2 separate regions of the Mus musculus genome follow, and region 1 is linked to region 2. The links are chromatin contacts, called in public Hi-C maps. All regions are on one chromosome and are shown on one strand. Each heading gives the region's core, a stretch centred on a gene start, on an enhancer-like site or on the middle of the called end of the contact. The rest is flanking DNA. Distances are from core to core; before and after follow the strand shown. Region 1 overlaps Plppr1 (phospholipid phosphatase related 1). Region 2 has its middle 27 kb from the start of Cavin4.

Evidence for each region. A called contact is a pair of places that touch in the nucleus more often than the background predicts.
Region 1: a contact with region 2 is called in a Hi-C map of cortical neurons. The contact joins two enhancer-like sites. A contact is called at or near these places in 1 of 484 Hi-C or Micro-C datasets (cortical neurons), 2 of 115 datasets of contacts at active chromatin or transcription factors (astrocytes and embryonic stem cells) and 1 of 9 other capture datasets (embryonic stem cells).

Annotation. Positions count from the first base shown.
Region 1 is chr4:49,106,667-49,109,366 of GRCm38.p6, forward strand. All of the region lies in intron 1 of Plppr1 (phospholipid phosphatase related 1), which reads left to right. Among named protein-coding and RNA genes, the nearest start is that of Plppr1, 49 kb to the left of the region's middle. Within about 2 kb of position 1,430, at least 9 of the 459 cell types and tissues checked have an H3K27ac peak or open chromatin away from gene starts, as enhancers often do. A contact at or near this core is called in cortical neurons, where this site is marked.
Region 2 is chr4:48,689,415-48,692,114 of GRCm38.p6, forward strand. No RefSeq gene overlaps it. Among named protein-coding and RNA genes, the nearest start is that of Cavin4, 27 kb to the left of the region's middle. Within about 2 kb of position 1,442, at least 18 of the 459 cell types and tissues checked have an H3K27ac peak or open chromatin away from gene starts, as enhancers often do. A contact at or near this core is called in cortical neurons, where this site is marked.

The sequences.
Region 1 (2,700 bases), core at 180-2,679, 420 kb after region 2:
GGAGTGAATGGACAACATAATACCACAGAGGCATCGGAAGGTGCCAGGAGGAAACTCGGGGCTGGGAAGGATCTTCCTCATCATTCTGGATTAAGCTGTGCTTCGGAACACTTTGGATTGCCTAACACTACATCCGGGCTGCTCCCAGCAAGATGTCCTAACCTTAGACAATGCCATAGTTAGGGCCACTCCTAAGAGAGACGCCCCGTAAGGTGGAGAACTGCTTATGATCTGTGGGCTACTGAATCTTCACATTTAAAGAAAGAGAACTCACGTTCACATACAAGGAACTGCGAGAAAGTTAAATGAAGTTAAATAGCCTGGATATGGGGGGGTACAGAGAGAGTTGGGAAGCAAGAGGTATCAAGACAGCTGTGAGAGGCTCCAAGTTTGCTGGGTAGATATGGCTATCACTGAGGCTGAAGGCTGGATGGTGACAATAGAGAAGTTATCTATGCTTAGACATTCTATTAAACTTTTGAAAGCAGGATTTTCATTTTTTTTTCTTTGTCTGGTTCTGTCACTTAGAGTTGTTTGTCTACTCTGCATGGCTGCCAACACACATCTGGTCTCTCTCTCTCTCTCTCTCTCTCTCTCTCTCTCTCTCTCTCTCTCTTTGTATGTGTGTGTGTGTGTGTGTGTTACATGCACATGAATGTGGAAGTCTGTATGCACATGTGAAAGCCAGAGCAAGCCTTCTATCTTGTTCTGCCTTAAGACAGACCTCCCATGAACTAGAAGCTAAGGCGCTAGGCTAGCTATCCAGTGAGCTCTCAGGACTGGTTTGCCTTTGCCCTCCAATGCCAGAGTCACGGGAACTCACGCCATGCTATTTACATGGTAGCTGAGAAATCAATCTATGGTTGTCCTGAATTGGAGTACTCTTAATCATGAAGCCAATTCCAGGGCTCAGTGCTCGGTGGCACCAGGCCCAACTCAGAGGTCATTTCTTCCCCTTCTTAAGACAGTATGAACTAACCAGTACCCCCTGGGAGCTCGTGTCTCTAGCTGCATATGTATCAGAAGATGGCTTAGTTGGCCATCAGTGGAAAGAGAGGCCCATTGGTCCTGCAAACTTTATATGCCTCAGTACGGGGGAACGCCAGGGCCAAGAAGTGGGAGTGAGTGGGTAGGGAGTGTCGGGGGGAGGGTATGGTGGACTTTTGGGATAGCATTTGAAATGTTAATGAAGAAAATACCTAATTAAAAAAAAGAAAATTAAAAAAAGAATAATGCTCAAGACTTGGTTGAGATGGAGGAAGAGAGATAGAAAAAAGACAGAACTACCTGTTTCCTATGCATTTCTGGAAGGTAGATTTCCTGTTTGGGATGTCTTTATTTCTTCTGTCAGGAATCTCTGGTACTGTGGTAGCAGAGCCTCCTTCCACTCTCGCAGTACGAAGCCAACGGCTCCTCCCTTTCCCTGCTGCAGGATGACAGCGCCACCTTCTTAGGTCTAGAGAGTCAGGTACCACCCACCCATCCATCCACTTTTCAGCTGCCAACATTGTAGCTTGTTTTTCTTTTTCACTCCCCTTTGTAAGTTAATAGATTAAAAATTTCCTTGGAAGTTAATGGGGCTTGGGATGGAGCAGAACCCAACACATGTGTTTAATTCACCATTTCAAATCCGAGGGGACTTCAAACTTATTTCATCCCCTCTAGCTCTAGCCTCAAATTGGGATAGAAGAAGTGAAGAACTCTATTACAGCAATTTCTAACCGTATGCTTCTCTATGAGAAATCAGAAATAGCTACAGTTAAGTTGAGATTCAATTCCTTTTTTCCTCCGTGGCAGATATCGAACGAACGATACTGTTCTGTTCCTGCTTACTGTAAGATGAGCAGGGATGTATTTACATCTCAGATGGAGGAATGGAGATTAGGTAGGTGGTAGGAAAAAAAAACCCTCGTGTGTGGGAAGTTGAAGTGTGCTATCAGGGGACTCCTCTGAAGCCTGTGAGTAGCTGAAGTGACAAGGATTCAGGAGCAGAGCATGGGTATTCACACGGCTGACAAGGCCTTTGTGAGGCACAGCAATTAGTGCGGGGACAGGCATGCTTTCCTCTTTGTCTGGATTAAAAGTTATCAGCAATGTGTAAGCAAAAACACGTTTAATTCATGTTTAGATAATCAGTGTTGTCTCTGAAACTAAGTCGCATATGTCTAATTAGTGCCTGGGCTTCATTTTTGAGAGTGTTGGGTGGGGTAACTCAGGATTGTGGAGGGGAGAAGAGCTGTACCATCCACAGTGACAACTACTTACCCCATGCAACATGCCCAGGGATAATGGAACCTCCCAGTTTTTATGCAGGGACAGTGAGAGCTACCTTCAGAGTTCTTAGGCGCATCTGTTTGGTGTTTGGCTTGCCTCCTATGCTCTCCTTTATATGACTTATAATAAAGCTGCCCGTGGATGTTCCTTTCCCAATGATGATAGTGGAATATTGGGATCAGTAGGAAAGCTTCTCTCTTCGAAAGGAGTGAGACTTTTTATAACAGTGGTTTTATTCTTTGACAATTTCATACAATTCGTTTTGATCATTCTCCTCTTCTTGCCCCCAACTCCTCCAAGGTCCACCCACGTATCCCACGTTCTGTCTGTCTGTCTGTCTGTCTGTCTGTCTGTCTGTCTCTCTCTCTTTTTCTCTCTAAAGTCCCATTTCTGTTGCCCAAATACTCTTGGTTGTGGGGCATGCCT
Region 2 (2,700 bases), core at 192-2,691:
TAGGAATCAAAAGCAGCAGACATTCAGGATTATTGAATATGTTTAGGTTGGTACTCACTGTTCACAGTACTAAGCTAGTGAGTCAGTCAGGGTCTCACAGCCACATAGATCAGGCAAATGTAGTTTAGCAACGCTACAGTCGTAGTAAAGGAAAACATAATCATGTTGTTTCCGGAAAATGGGTGGAACTGAAGGTCATCATGCTGAGCAAAATAAAGACAAAGATCACATTCTTTCATGCGGAGAATAAAGATTTTAAAAAAATGAATGGTGTGTGTGTGTGTGTGTGTGTGTGTGTGTGTGTGTGTGTGTGTGTAGGGAAACGAGGACCTGGAAGAATTAGTAAGAAGACATGAAGGATAATGGGAATGAATACTGTTAGCATCTAGTCTAGGCTTCACCCCACAGTTACCTGGCAACAGCCAGGTGTGCCTCATTATGAGAGGGGCTGCTCGCCCCTCCTCTCTCTCTTGCCTTCTTGCTCTTGCTCTGTCCTCTGGTTCCTGCTCCCCCTCTCTTTCCATGCCCTCATGGCCGGCCTCTCCTCCTCTACCCTCTCTCTGTCTTTCTCTGTCTCCACTCCCTCAACTCCCCTCCCCATGTCCTGGATAAACTCTATTCTATACTATATGCCATTGTGTAGCTGGTCTCTCAGGAGGGAGGGATGCCTCGGCATGGGCCTGCAGAGGCATTCCCTTCCCCCACACCTTACCACACCCCCACCAAACATATTCCTTCTCTCCCTTATCTTTTTTTATAAAACACAACAAATACACTCCAGGTTACATAATATACACAGGTGACAGTGCCACAGTAGACTGTTAATTTGTACAATTATACTTTAAAAATCCGTCCAGGGCTTGTAGGTAGCTCATGGGATAAAGTGAGGCTGTACAAGCACTCAGACTTGTGTTTGATACCCAGCACTTGTGTCAAAAAGCTGGGCATGGTTGTTCATACTCGCAATCCCAGCACTGAGGTGGTAGAGGCAGGCAGAGGCCTGCGGCTTGCTCACCATTCAGACAGCTGAGGAATGAAGATTGAGGTGGTCTCTGGTTCCCATATGCACATACATCTGTACACTACCGCGTGCACGTGCGCGCGCGCATGTACACACACACACACACACACACAAATACAATCAGAAATCAGTGCTAAAATTTTAAATGCCAAATTTGACCTGTCCCTAGTTTGTAATGGAGAAGGCTTTATTGGGTATTTAATATACACTTATCGTCTCTCATCTTCAAATCTACTCTGCCACTACTTTCCTGGGCCCTCTGAATATTTTTCTGAACCTTTGTTGCTATACTAAATGCTGTCAGTAGAGGGCACTAGAGAGACAGCAGATACAAAAGACTTCCCAGTTGTGATGCAAGGCTCTTTGCCAGCTCCTGCAGTGCCCTTCTTGGGGTATATTCTTGGGCACCGGGCTCCTGAGCCATCTGCTGTGTACTGTGGCCAACAACACCCTGTGGCACCACGTGTAGGCTGTTTTATAGCGGAGTGCTTCCAGAGCATTACCTCCTTTTAAGCGGCCTTCCCTGGTGCCCCGGATGTTTTACTGTTGGTTCTCTGCCATCCCGCGAGTCAAACCATGATTTCCCCACCGGCACAGGATTTGGGCCTGGGGGCGGGAGGTTCCACCTTGATTGGTGGATGCCTGAGTATCTGCCTACATCTTTCTTTTTCTTTGTTTGCTTTTCTTTATTGTTGTGGCTGGACTCTTCACTATTCCAATCCTCCAATCCTGTAATTACTGGATCCCAAACTTTCCCAGATAAACTTGTTGCAGTGTTAGTTAGACTCTTGATTAGATCCTGAGATCCCAACTGATGCACAATGGGACCTGGTTAGAAATGCGATCCAATGGATTGATACCCACCCCTGCCTGTCTTTCCTCCTTAGGGCCAAGTTCACGGTTTTGCTATACTCACTCATAGTGTGAAGAGAAGCCCCGACGTTTCCTTGTGAGCCCCTGTAATATCTGGCCCCCTTTAGTCTCCTGACCTCTCCTTTCACATCACAGTCTCTCTCCTTCCTCTTCCCTGGCAGTTTTACAGACACCATTCTCTCTGGAATCCTTTCCCTTCACCGTATGTATGTGTGTATGTATGTGTGTGTGTGTGTGTGTGTGTGTGTGTGTGTGTGTGTGTGTGTATGTATGTATGTATGTATGTATGTATTTTTGAGATGAGATCTCATTCTGTAGCCAGGATGGCTTGAATTTCATCATACAGCCCAGAACTGCTTTAACTCATGGCAATCCTCCTGCCTCAGATTTCCAAGTGCTGAGATTCCCAGTGTGCGGCACCACACTGCTGTCTTCATTTTAACCGTCGGTTTCCACCTTCTGACGGTCGAAGGTTGGCCTTTACTCACTTTCAGACAATCTTTTGGATTGATACCCAACCCCTGCTTTTATGAATTATAAACTGAAGGCAGGGACTGTGGCTCTCTTGACCCTGCGGGGTTTGCAGGGTCTAACACCTGTGACAAAGCCTATCCTTGCTCCTCCTGTCCTGGTCCCGTGTGATTTCCCTGCCCATGCTCCAGTTTGCCACAAGATGGCAGGCTAGGACACAATGTCGCTTGGTCTCCTTATAGAGATAAAAACCCCTAGGGGTTTAGGTTTAAATACATTGAGCCAGAAGAGGACCCTTGTGAAGTACATGAATCCAAAGTCCTCTGGAATTTCTG